Linked DNA regions of Sus scrofa: regions 2, 3 and 4 are each linked to region 1. Evidence: chromatin contacts called from public Hi-C and HiChIP or PLAC-seq data. All regions are on one chromosome and are shown on one strand. The core of a region is the stretch at or near the end of the contact, and the rest is flanking DNA. Distances in the headings are between cores, read along the strand shown. Region 1 overlaps LOC102165506 (a long non-coding RNA gene). Region 2 overlaps FGGY (FGGY carbohydrate kinase domain-containing protein). Region 3 holds the start of JUN (Jun proto-oncogene, AP-1 transcription factor subunit). Region 4 has its middle 34 kb from the start of JUN.

Region 1 (3,128 bases), core at 396-2,895:
TCAGGATTGAACCAGCACGGTTTCCTAGGCTTGAGTTTCTGTTTCCTAGGCTTGAGTACTTCTTCTTCTTTTTTTTTTTTTTTTGTCTTTTTGCTATTTCTTGGGCCGCTCCCGTGGCATATGGGAGGCTCCCAGGCTAGGGGTCGAATCGGAGCTGTAGCTGCCCACCTACGCCAGAGCCACAGCAACGCTGGATCCGAGCTGCGTCTGCGACCTACACCACAGCTCATGGCAACGCTGGATCGTTGACCCACTGAGCAAGGGCAGGGACCGAACCCGCAACCTCATGGTTCCTAGTCGGATTCGTTAACCACTGCGCCACGACGGGAACTCCAGCTTGAGTACTTCTTATGGCACAACTCTTAAGTCCTTCCTTAGCCAGGCCTATTGACGTCACTGGGTTAGAGGAGGGAGGTTGCATGAGAGACTCAATTTGCTATACCAATACCAGAAACCTTGCCCAAATTTCATTTTTGAATTTGCGCCTCACTTTCATAGCATCCGCTTCTTAATATCAATCTTGGGGACTCTGCTTGTCTCCTGAAATCTTAGTTTACTGGCCTCTGCCTGCAAGTTTGAAGAATAATAGGGCTAGAGTAGTGAGGAGAGGCTCACTTTTTTCTGTCATGTAGCTCCTGTCTCAACTTCATTACCCATTCAAATGTGCATTTCCAACTTCCCTGGGATGTACAGTAGGGATGCACAGGAGAGTTGCTCAGAAGTCTTCCCAGATTCTTTGGATCCTCCCAAATTTCCAATGTCCTAATTGATGCACCAATTTTAAGACCATACTCTTAAGGCACCTGTTTATCTGATTCAACAGGTTCAAATTCCTAACTACAGGCGGAAAGAAATTCTTTGAACAGAGGTGTAAACCTGCCCTGCTATTCTCTATCTGCTACTAGACAGGCCAAAATCAAGAATTTACTCGAAGAATAGGCACATGCAGCAAAACTTGGACATATTTCCAAGGTTCCTTAAGTTCCTATTTTGTGGGCAATGCTCTGAGTTCTAGCAGACAACTGATAATCTTTTAACCAAATGATTTTCTACCACTAACAAGGATTACTAGTATCTCATCCTTGTAGGGCTGAGTCCTCTGTAGGCAGAGCCGAGAACTCTCTACTCTATCCTGACTCAGCCAGCTTTATATCAGGGGATCTGTCAGTTGTAACATTTTACTCCCAGTACCTATTTCTGCACTAGTCAGGATCCTTTGGGTTAGAAGTAACAAAAACACATCTCAAATAAGCTTGGGCAAAGGAAGGGAGAGCTTACCGGAACCATGTGGGAAATGCTACACCATTGAAGGAGGAAAGGATAAGACTCTGAGGGCAATGACTTAACCAGATTTGGTCACTGCTCTAAGCCCACTGCCTGGAATAGAACCTGTTGAATATTACGTTAATAAAAGACCAAACTGCAATAGGGGCAGGGCTGCCATTTGGCCTTGATGGTAACTAAAACCAGCAGTTAATGTCTCAGGAAGAGAGAGATGGGACTTTACAACAGACAGCTTTGGGTTGTCTCCCCAGTCATTTACTGTCAGAACTTTCTGGCTCCATCATTTACATGGTACACAGGGATCAGCGCCAGAAGTCAAATCCATACCCTCTGATCCTTCCTCCTGGTCAGAGTTGATTGTTGCAGCACTGGCCACAAGACTGAACTGTGACTAATCACATCTGCTCTCCAAGAAATGTGAAGTGGGCCCTGAGATTCAGTCTCTTTTCTAGTGATTGAATCAGTTTCATATAACTGTAGATACTAAGTGAGGAAGAAGCGGAAGAAGAAAAAGGTAGAGGAGGGGAGGGGGAGGAGAGTGAGGAGGGGGAGAAACGAGGGAGGGGAGGAGGAGGGGAAGGGAGGCAGCAGGGAGGGGGAAAGAGAAAGGGGAAGGGAAGAGAAGAGAAGAGAGAAGAGCAGAGGGCCTTAGAGAGAAACAGAGTCCCAAATGCTTTTGAGGTCCTCGTCCCATTCCACTGCCAGGCTCAGCTAAATCCCTGTACTCGGGTTCCAAGAGATGCCTTTTATTCCTGTAACAATTTCCCCTCATTCACAGAAGCTAGCTCAAGCTCTTTTCTGACACTTTCAGCCAACAGATACCTCCCACCAATAAAAATACAGATGCTGAGAATTCTGGAAGCATACAGACATGCCTGTTAGTGAGAGAGCAGACAGTAAGTGCCATGGTCTGTATGATTCCTTCACTCCTAAAAAGAAATGATTTTGGCTTCAGCTAATAGAAAAAAAAAAACAAAAAAACTAATGAGGTCTTAAGGGACAAAGGCATTTTTTAATTGAGCTTAACTAGGAGTGAGGAGGCAGGTAACTGCCAGGTTTGTTGCAAGCCCCAACAGTGCCACCGAGCACCCAGTCATCCTCAACTTACTGGCTTTGTGCTTTTGGTCATAAAAGGTTACCACAGAGCTGGGCATTTTGACCCAAATCCAGTGGCAAACCCAAAGGGACTCTACTTGTCCTCCTTGTGTGATGGGTCTGATACATCCCTGGCCCACTTCCAGCCTCCTTCAGGGCCTGTTCTATAAGCAGCTGTGATCCTAGGAGAAGAGCCGAGGATGGAGGTGAAAGTCTGGCACTGGAGGCAGAGCCCTTGTTTTTTCTACTCATTATTTTCCCTTGAAAAAGTCATTGAGGCTTTCTATTTCTCAAGTTCCTTCAATGTTTAAAAAGAAGAGAAAAGAAAAGAGTTGTTTTTGGTGGTTGTGAAAAGTACATGAGATAATATATATATAACTATGTCTAGATTAATACTTTGCAATTTACAAGTTTCTCAAAGAATGGGACTTTGCTCCTTTCTTCTTTCCCGCCTCTTAGTTCCCCTAAGGGAGAAAGTAAAAGAGACAGCTCAGGAAAAGCATGGGCTTTGGAGTCCAACAGATTTTATTTCAAGTCCTGGCTCTGCAATTTATTATCTCTGACTTTGACAAATTACTTCATCTTGCTCACCGGTAAATAGGTACTGGGCACCTACTATGTGCCAAGCACTATTCTGCCCGCTGAGGATACAGGAGTGAACAAGAAAGACATATTCCCTGCTCTTTAAAGCTTATATTCTAGTTTGCCCATTTATTAAGACTAATAGTACATTCCATTCTATTATTGCT
Region 2 (3,128 bases), core at 334-2,833, 510 kb after region 1:
GGTTCGTTTTAGTTCTATAACTGAGGAGAGGGAGGTGGTGAATGCTTATGGGCATCAGCTCTGTAGGAGGGTACTCACTCTTCCTGAAGCATGGGCAGCTCCTGGCCCCAAGCGCTCTGAGAAGCTGTCCTAATCTGCCATACTCATGGGTGGGTTCTGGCTGTCCACCACCTGTCTTCCTGCAGAGCCACGAGTGACCACACTCCTGCTGTCTGCCTCCTTCCCCTGTGTCTGTTCTTCGACAGTGATCTGAGAGGTGGACTGTTCCTGATGTAGCCTTTCCTTGGAGTCCATGCAGGGAGCCTCTGGTCTGCTGTCTTCCCTCCCCGCCTCCTGCTCTAAAGCCATCCCGCAAGCATTCAGCTCTCAGGCCCTCGATTGACCACCTGTGTGGCCTTGGTCAGGGTTCTTAATCTCTCTGTGTCTCAGTGTGGATAGTAAATAACCTCCTGTGTTATTTGTAAAGATAAATGAGATAATCCATATAAAGCGATTAGAACAGTGTCGGGCATATCATAAGTACCAAGTGCATTGCTGCCTGCCTTCCTCAAATACCTGCTGCCTCGTTCTCAGATGAGCATTAGGGATGCTGAGGTATACAGAACCCTGTCTGCCTTGAGGAGTCCTGTCCCTGCTGTTTACTGAGTGTCTCCTGTGAGGCACACACTTTGCTTGGGTTACCTCATTGAGTCCCCACCACAATCTAAAGTGGTGCTTACTCTTCTCAGAATTCTTCTCAGACTGCAGCCCAGAGACCAGAGAAGTCATGTGACATTCCCTGTGGCAAGCAGTTCACAAATGGTAGCAGTGGAATCAGAACTCAGGTCTCTCAGGCTCCAGATCTAGTGTTTTTCACCCACCTCACTCAGGCTGCCATTGCCTGACTTGTTTCGAAAGGAAAAAAAAAAAAGCAGCAGCAGTGCATCGTGGGAGTGATCATATGGGAAATAAACTCTCCTTCTCAGGGCATCCGCTTCCAGCTTTCAGAAGTGGGGGGTGGGAATGGGCTAGGCTCAAGAGCCCAGCTCCCAGCAGTCCTTGCTTCTACCCATCTGAAAAGGATCCGTCTTTAAAAGCAAGGAGCCAGAAAAAATAATTCATACTAAAAACAAACTCTGTCATGAGTCATTTGACTTTGCTTTCCCCTGAACACATAGTTTATGTCTTGGGCGAGCTAAGGCTAAAGGAACATCTGATATGTTTTAGGCTAGCAGAGCCATTATTTTTGGAGCTGTACGTCCAATCTGTGCCCATTGGACCCCATGGTTTAAATCAAGTCTTCTGCTCAGGAGACCCGACAATTTGTTATTGCTGTTGGAGTTTGTTTTGGGGTTTGATTGTGTATGAGTTTTACCAAGGTGACAAGAATCTCTTTGTTCAGTGATTCAAAAGTTCTCAGGTGGTGAACTAACCTAGGCAGTGGTTATTCTGAGTCAGCACATGCTGGTGAGGACTGTGTGTAAACCCACATGTGTTCAGGTAGACGAGCCCCTTCAGAAATGAGAGGGAGAGAAGAGGGGAGGGCAGTTTCCAAATGAGCTGCTTTCTTCCCATCCGCAGAGGAGGGAGACGCGGCCCTGGGTCAGAGTATTTCTCAATCCTGCGCGAACAGGATGTAACCCCGAACACAAGGCAAGTGTCTCTGTCTCTTTGGCTGACTCGCTTCTCTTTAGATAGTGAACAATGGTAGAAATACACTTACACTGTAAAAACGCAGACGACATAGAAATTCAGAGTAAAAGGCAAAAGGCACAAGCCTCTCCTGATCCCAGAGGGAATCGTTACTGTCTGTTTTGTATGTCTTCTTCACCTTGTTAATGCATTCACAGACATATGTATGGGAGCGTCTAGGATCATAGTGTGCAAATTGCTCCACAAGGTTTTTTTTCACTTATTAGCTGTCGGGAGGATGTCAGTGCATATAGAGCCGCCCTATGTCTATTACCTGTGGGTGGTAATTCCAGAGTCTGCATTTATAAAAAGTTACTTAACCTATGTCCTATTGATTGACATTTAGACTGTGTTTGGTATCTAGTTTTGCATATGGCAATGCCAGGATCATCCTGGGTATGGTTCTTTACATACATGTGTGAAGAGTTCTCTTGGAGAGATACAAAAAAATAAAATTTCTTCTGGGAGGATTCGTGCGCTTGAAATTGTCTTAGCTATGGCCAAAATGCCCTCCATAAAGGCCAGCCCAGTTTGTATTTCTGCCAACGGTGCCCCTCTGCCTTTGCCAACACTGCGTATTGTCAGTCGCTTAACATTTTTGCCAAAGTCTTGGGCAGAAAATGACTGCTTATGTTCTTTTCCTTTGCCTCTGCCCTGTTGCTAGTAAGAATGAACATTTTCTTTATATCCTCGGTCTGTCATCTGTCAATGGCCTATTAAGATCCTCTCTTCATTTTCCTATAGGGTTTTTTGTCTTTCTTTTGCAGATTTAGAGGAGTTCTTCGTGTGCTCTGTACCTCAGTCCTTTGTCGTATATATTGAAGTTTTTCTTGTAATAGGATCCTCATCATCTACCTTTGCTTATAGTGTCTTATCCAGAAGTTTTCAATTTTCCTTTACTGACATCTGTGAATCTCTTTCTTTATGGCTTCAAGATTTCTTGGAGACTTTCCCTATAAACTATTTCTTTTCCTGAAGCTATGTTTTTCAGAATAATAACATTTTAGACCAGAACACACCAGGCTGGCAGGATGGTCTCTGTGTTTATGCAGACATTCCTGGTAATTTCACCATTAATTACGGGGAAATTCTGAAACCATATGGATCAGTCATAGGCAAATGAGAGGCAGTCGGGGACTAGCTAGGAGCTTGCAGCCTGAAGTCATGTATATGGGCCTTGGACCAACCACACCTAGGCTCCTGTACTTGCACTTGATTTGAGGAACATCATTTCGCTGTTCTGAGCCTTAGTTTATTTCTCTGTAAAACGGAACAAATCACAGTTTTAAGGGTTTAACATCTCCTTTGTTTCTGCCTACTTAATACATGTTTATTTCTGCCCCTCCTGATAAAAGATCTCCCCCCCACACACACACATTTAAATGTAATCAGTCACTTAAAACTATTGACTTCTATCTCTTCTGAGGATTTTGTAGCTGCATAGAGGAGTCACAGCT
Region 3 (3,128 bases), core at 359-2,858, 360 kb before region 1:
TGTGTTAAGGAGTACTACAGAAGCAATCTACAGTCTCTATTGCAGTTTGCAACCCTCCCCCCTCCCCCCCCTTAATACTGAATGAGATCGAATGTTAGGTCCATGCAGTTCTTGGTCAGTGTTAAAGAAAAGTCTTAACGTTCTGTTTGCGCGGGGACAGCCCGTTCGCAAAGCGGGGCAGCCCGCGGGCTGCCGCTCCCTGGCTCCGCGCCGAGGGAGGGCGAGCCAAGTCCTTCCCACTCGTGCACACTGGGGGCGCCGTCAGGACGCAACCCAGTCCAACTTGGATACCCTTGGCTTTAGTCCTCCGACACTTCTTTTTTTTTTCTCCCTCTCTCTCGCAACTTGTCAAGTTCTCAAGTCTGTCTCTCTGCTATTTTTTTTTTTTTCTCCATTGCCCCTCAGCCCCCAACAGTCTCGCCTCAAAACGTTTGCAACTGCTGCGTTAGCATGAGTTGGCACCCACTGTTAACGTGGTTCATGACTTTTTGTTTAAGCTGGGCCACCTGTTCCCTGAGCATGTTGGCGGTGGACGCCAGCTCCGAGTTCTGCGCTTTCAAGGTTTTCACTTTTTCCTCCAGCCGGGCGATCCTCTCCAGCTTCCTTTTCCGGCACTTGGAGGCAGCGATGCGGTTCCTCATGCGCTTCCTCTCCGCCTTGATCCGCTCCTGCGACTCCATGTCGATGGGAGACAGGGGCGGGGTTTCCCCGGGCATCTCGGGCACCGTCTGCGGCTCCTCCTTCAGGGCCTGCAGCCGCGGGTGCTGCACGGGGATCTGCTGGGGCAGGTGGTGCGGCGGCTGCGGTGGTTGCTGTTGCTGCTGCTGGGGCTGAGCGGGAAAGGCCAGGCCCGCCGCGCCGTAGGAGGGCGCCCCGCCGCCGCTGCTCAGCGCGCCGGGGTTGAAGTTGCTGAGATTAGCGTAGACTGGCGGCTCGCTGTGTAGGCTGGCGCTGAAGCCGCCGCTGCCGCTGCCGCCCGCCACTGAAGCTACCGCCGGAGCCACCAGGCCCGCCCCGCTGACCGGCTGCGCCGCCGACGTGACGCTGGGCAGAGTGTTCTGGCTGTGCAGTTCGGCCAGCGCGCGCACGAACCCCTCGGCGAAGCCCTCCTGCTCGTCAGTCACGTTCTTGGGGCATAGGAACTGGGTAGGGGTCGGCGTGGTGGTGATGTGCCCGTTACTGGACTGGATTATCAGGCGCTCGAGTTCGGGCGACGCCAGCTTGAGCAGCCCCACGTCGGGCGAGGTGAGGAGGTCGGAGTTCTTGGCCCGTAGGTGCGGCTTCAGGTTGCCCACCGGGTCAGCCAGGTTCAGGGTCATGCTCTGCTTCAGGATCTTGGGGTTACTGTAGCCGTAGGCACCGCTCTCGGACTGGAGGAACGAGGCGTTGAGGGCATCGTCGTAGAAGGTCGTTTCCATCTTTGCAGTCATAGAACAGTCCGTCACTTCACGTGGGGTGAGTTTGGGTTGCGCGCAGAAGTTTCGGGGCCGCAACAGCGCGCTGGCAAACGGGGGACACCCGCGCTTCCCGGGGCCGTGAGCGAGGAAAGTTTCTCTAAGAGCGCGCGCCCCCGCCGGCTGGCCTCCCCCCTGCGCCCTCCTCACCAGCTCGCTCCGGGGGATCGCAAGGTTGAGACGCCGCCCGCACTCTTACTCGTCCGCTCGCGCGCGCTTCCCGGCTTTGAAAAAGTCGCGGTCACTCACGGTGAGCTCTCGGGAGCAGCGGTTCCTCGGAGCCCGCGGACGAACTCGCTTCCAGGCGGAGGCAGGCAGCGCAAAGCCCGCGGTGGCCTGCCCGCGGCGGGTCTCCGCCGCCCGGACTCCGACGACTGTCCCCTCCTCCGCTGCGAGGGGGAGGGGGCGCCCGGCAGCCGCGGGTCGCGCTCGCCCAAGTTCAGCAACCGGTGCGAGCGGAGCGGAGCGCACGTCCTCCTCACTCCACCGCCTCCTTTTCTTTACCGCCTCTGCGGCAGCTTCGGGCGGAGAGAAGCTTTGCGAAAGTTCGCTCCGGGACCCGGCGGCCACTTGTCCCCTGTCCTCCTTGCCGGGAAACTTCTCGCCGCTGCAGCTGGTCTCCGGACTTCCCCGTGCGGACAGTGGCCGCTCTCCGAGCTGTCAGCAGCGCCCGCGCAGCGGGGCTCTCCGCCTGGGGGCGGCTGGAGAAGGGGATCTCCCGGCACTCCCCAAAACACCAGCCCGGGAGCCACAGGCGTTAGCTCCGGGTCGTGGGAGAGAAAATGGAAAAGAAAATAAGATTTGCAGTCCGCCCCGACTGACGGTGCCTGTCTGCCTGCCTGAATCGGCGAACCTCCACTCCCGCCTCGCTGCTTCAGCCACACTCAGTGCAACTCTGAGCCCTTATCCAGCCGGAGCTCAACACTTATCTGCTACCAGTAAACCCCTAAAAATAGCCCATGATGTCACCCCAAGGCCTTCCCATTGGCTCTTGTCGCTCTCAGGAGGGCGGGCCCACCCGTCGCCATGGAGACCCCACCCTAGAAGATTCTTCTCTGGACCCGCGGAGGCTCACGGGATGAGGTAATGCTCCGCTGCCCTCCTACAGTTGGGCCCTTCTTTTGCCTCCCCTCCCTCCTCTCCTCGCGACTAGCGCCTCTCTCTTCCCCCTCCCCTCCTCGGCGCGTCTTTCCTGGCCCGCCCGGTGCATTGTGGGCTGACGTCTTGGGGTTTGACTGTCTAGTGACGGTGGCTGCCGCAAGCTGGGCGGACTCCGGCGGCGGCTCGCAGCCTCTGAAGGAGGCGGGCTCAAGTTCAGGGAAGGCAGGGGATGCGGGGACCCGGAAGGCTGGGGAACCGGGCCCGATGGCTCGGCCTGAGTGGGCTGGGCGGGTGTCACTGAGGGGGTCGATGTCATCTGCGGGCACTTCGCCGCCGCGCGGGGGGGAGGGGGCGGGCTAAGCGCCCAGGTCCCTGCCCCCCCCCGCATTTCCGGGGGGCGGGAGCACCGCCCTTAAGGTGGCTCTGTTAAGGCCCTTGTGGGGGCGAGTGAAAGTGGGCTGAAGTTTAGGAGAGTCGGCCCCCCACGTTGAGAACTCTCCGAAATTTGTCTCCCGGTCAAGTTCAAGAGCGACTGTTCGCGGCGCTGTCTGGAAGCCGAGTGATTTGCATTGC
Region 4 (3,128 bases), core at 376-2,875, 330 kb before region 1:
GTTAACTGTCTGATTCTTCCTTAGGCGGGGACTGGTGAGGTGAGCTCTGTGTCTGGGTCATGGTGATCTCCCCAAGGCCTGGCATTCGGTAAATATGTGCGTATAAATTCTGTCCTTTGTGGGGATTTTCTGCCCAAGCTTTCCTCTTGGTCATGAGATCTAAAGCAAAGGAGCCGAGGCTTCTGGGACAGTCCCTGAGGGTCACTGGGCACATACTGATGGAGGGCCAATGACAGGTTAGTGTGTACCACCCCCAAGCCACTCCTGACAATGGCCTCCCACACCCACTCACTGCTAGATGGACCCAAAGGACTGGGTGATTGACCCATTCTGCTCACCTTCTTGGAACCTGATGCTGGCTGGCCAGTGCCCAGAGCACGGGTCTAAGTGTCACATGATGAATCCTAAGGGTTTGTTGGCTATAGCTTGGTGCACAAGTCACTGTGCATGCTGGGTGGCTTGAGTTGAATCTACCTGACTGATGGCTCGTCCACAAGTCTCATGAGAACCAGAACAATAGGCAGCCACATTGAGCAACCAGCTTCCCTTCCTCGCCCCCGGCAGCAACTGGGCCAGGGAAAGTGAAGAAACCTGTTCTGGGTCTCCGCGGGGTGGGCGTGGGCGGGGCCCTGCCGGGAAAGGGGCGGCTGGACCAGTTTCTGTTGCTCCCGGACCGGATGCAGCCCCGTGACTAGGGCGGAGGCCAGAGAAATGCGCGCCCTGGGCGCACCTGTCTGACCTCCAGGGCGACGTTGGCTTTGGCAATGATAAGACTAGAGGCTCTAGGTCAGCGGTCACGGGCGGGCGTGAGACTTCCGGCTGCCAAATCAGGCGAGCGGGCGGGGTGGCAGCGAATCAGCTGACAGGTGGAACTGGAAGATAGAGGCTTTGGACGTCCTGTGGGTAGGGGAAGGAAAACCCGGCAAGGGGCGGCGCCCAGAAACAGCTGGGTAGCTGGGTCATTGTGCGGCTGTCCTGAGGTCGCAACCGCCTCTTTTGCGCTTTACCCCTGCGGCCCCCCACCCCCACCCCGAGGGGCACGGAACTGTTGGGTAGAAAGAACACTGGACAGAATTGTATTTGAATCCAGCTGTTCCATCTACCGGCTTCTGTGTTCAAGGGCAAGTGACTTCGCCTACCTATCGGATCCAGAGTTTCGCTAGATGAAAAATGGGAATAAATTCTCTCAAAGCCTGGTGTGAGGAGTCAATGAAATCACATAGGAACAATGCCTAGCACACGAGTAGGTGCCCATAAAGGGGGTTCCCTTTCCCTTCTTTGTTTCAGACCCAGATCTCACTCCCAGCCCCGAAGTCGCTCCCCAGACGACCCTAGGACGGCGGCAACTGGGTGGCAGGCTCCCTAGCTTGATAATAACTCGAGAATCATTTGAGCCTCACTCAGTCAAACTATCAGATAGGATGGGGCGTGTGGAAGGATTCCCAAGGCCCCCTTGGGTCGTGTTTCCGTGATCCTGGGGCTGGGGTGGGGGGGATTTCAACGCATTCTTTGAGTTAGGTTATGTATTTATTCACAGATTCCTATCGGGCGAGGGCTGGTTCTTACTGCCTCCCCAGGCGACGTTCCCGGCCAGCCAGTATTTCGTCCATACAAGGCCAGCTTCCACCCGCGGCTTTTGCGTAAATAAAGCCCAGCCTTCCGCCGCAGGTTGCCGCGGGTCCCGCCCCCGGAGCCGCCAGTGCGGGAGGCAGGACCGATGCCATCCGCTGCAGGCGGGCCTGGGGAGGCTGGGAGCTGGCCACGCCCCGGCCGGGTGCTGGGGGGATGGGGGTGGGGGGAGCACCAGAAGGAGCAGGGTGAAGAAATCCAGGCTTAAGCCGTCCGAGTTCCCACCCGTTAGCACCGTCCTTCATGGGTCACTCAGCAGGCCCTTGATAAACATCATCCCTAATCCTCCCTGCAACTCTGCGAGTGTTCTCCCCAGTTTATAATCGAGAAACTGAGGTTTAGCAAGTGTAAATGGCTTAGACGAGGTCCCATAGGCAAAAAATGGCAGACCGAGAAATTCTAACCGAACATAACTGGTTGCAAAAGCCAGCCTTTTCCCCACCCTATTGGACATCAGTGAGATCGCAAAAGTCTTAATGGGCAAGAATAAAACAATAACCACAACTAATCAGATTAACAGATGAAAGGGAGTTGAAAGGGCCTTCCAGAGCTTCCACTGGTGTCTCAAACAGGGGATCAAGAACCACAGGATAAATCACAGACTATATTTCCTGGGTGACAATTTCACTCCTTTTTAAATTAAAAAAAAATTAAGACTGACAATGATGGAGAAGAATATAACTTTCAGAATTGTGGTAGCTGAAAGTAGGAAACTTCAAAGAAATTTCAGGCTGTTTTCACAACGTACATCTTTCGCTTGACTGTGCAGAAACATTAACGTCAATTACACAGATGGGCAAACTGAGGCCCGAAACCACTCTCCCCGGGGCCAAAGCGGGAGGAGAACCAAGACACCCAGGCTTTCGGCCTGGGGTGCTTTCTGCTGAGGGCGGGGGGTCCTGTTTGTAAATAGGTGTCCTCCGACAGCCACTGCTGATTTTGTCACCAAGCCAACCAAGTGGGCGCGATTCTGAGTAATTGCAGGGAATCAGCGCGGCTGGGGTAAAAGCAAAAGGGACGCGCGGGAGGGCGGCTGGTCCAGAGCCCAGGCGCAGGCGGAGCCACAGCCCGGATTCCCGCTGGGCGAGCAGGCGGGAGGAGTCAGGTGCCAGCGACTCTTGAAGGTTCTGCCCCTCACTCGGTGCAAGCTGCCAGCACAGCAAACCACAGCCCTGCTCCTGTCCCACCTGCTGGACCCGTCTGCGTCTGCGACAAGGGAGACCCCGCCCAAACCCACTCGTCTAGGCTCGGGCAAGGAAGATGCACTGGGACCTCTGGCCAGCCTGCCCAGACCCGTGGGACTGGCTGCCCTCTCCTTGCGCGTGGGGGGACCTTGGAGTTCTTAGGTTTGGCTTTAAATCTGACCCTAATATTTGTTGCTTAAGCTCTCTCACTCTCAGTTTCTGTATCTGTCAAATGGAGGTTAGTGACTCTTACCTCATATAATTGCTGTGAGAAGTAAATGTGTGCCTATCCATAAAGGCCTAGAATATTTAAAA

What was found. A called contact is a pair of places that touch in the nucleus more often than the background predicts. HiChIP or PLAC-seq counts read pairs in DNA pulled down with a chosen protein or histone mark.
Region 2: a contact with region 1 is called in an H3K27ac HiChIP or PLAC-seq map of alveolar macrophages. The contact joins two enhancer-like sites. A contact is called at or near these places in 2 of 47 Hi-C or Micro-C datasets (embryonic fibroblasts and retroperitoneal adipose tissue) and 2 of 2 datasets of contacts at active chromatin or transcription factors (alveolar macrophages and skeletal muscle).
Region 3: a Hi-C map of embryonic fibroblasts shows a contact between it and region 1, with 2.2 times the contacts expected there. The contact joins the promoter of JUN here to the enhancer-like site in region 1. A contact is called at or near these places in 1 of 5 promoter capture datasets (liver), 4 of 47 Hi-C or Micro-C datasets (embryonic fibroblasts, fetal skeletal muscle, heart right ventricle and 1 more) and 2 of 2 datasets of contacts at active chromatin or transcription factors (alveolar macrophages and skeletal muscle).
Region 4: an H3K27ac HiChIP or PLAC-seq map of alveolar macrophages shows a contact between it and region 1. The contact joins two enhancer-like sites. A contact is called at or near these places in 2 of 47 Hi-C or Micro-C datasets (embryonic fibroblasts and fetal heart ventricle) and 2 of 2 datasets of contacts at active chromatin or transcription factors (alveolar macrophages and skeletal muscle).

What each region holds. Positions count from the first base shown.
Region 1 is chr6:153,321,383-153,324,510 of Sscrofa11.1, reverse strand. The region is part of intron 3 of LOC102165506 (a long non-coding RNA gene); the gene reads right to left. Among named protein-coding and RNA genes, the nearest start is that of FGGY, 110 kb to the right of the region's middle. Within about 2 kb of position 1,645, at least 2 of the 83 cell types and tissues checked have an H3K27ac peak or open chromatin away from gene starts, as enhancers often do. A contact at or near this core is called in alveolar macrophages and embryonic fibroblasts, where this site is marked.
Region 2 is chr6:152,815,521-152,818,648 of Sscrofa11.1, reverse strand. All of the region lies in intron 14 of FGGY (FGGY carbohydrate kinase domain-containing protein), which reads left to right. Among named protein-coding and RNA genes, the nearest start is that of HOOK1, 110 kb to the right of the region's middle. Within about 2 kb of position 1,583, at least 19 of the 83 cell types and tissues checked have an H3K27ac peak or open chromatin away from gene starts, as enhancers often do. A contact at or near this core is called in alveolar macrophages and embryonic fibroblasts, where this site is marked.
Region 3 is chr6:153,684,905-153,688,032 of Sscrofa11.1, reverse strand. It overlaps JUN (Jun proto-oncogene, AP-1 transcription factor subunit), which reads right to left and starts at 1,608. Exons shown (of 1, transcript NM_213880.1): 1 at 398-1,608. The coding sequence starts at 1,430. The coding sequence ends at 423.
Region 4 is chr6:153,651,203-153,654,330 of Sscrofa11.1, reverse strand. No RefSeq gene overlaps it. Among named protein-coding and RNA genes, the nearest start is that of JUN, 34 kb to the left of the region's middle. Within about 2 kb of position 1,625, at least 50 of the 83 cell types and tissues checked have an H3K27ac peak or open chromatin away from gene starts, as enhancers often do. A contact at or near this core is called in alveolar macrophages, where this site is marked.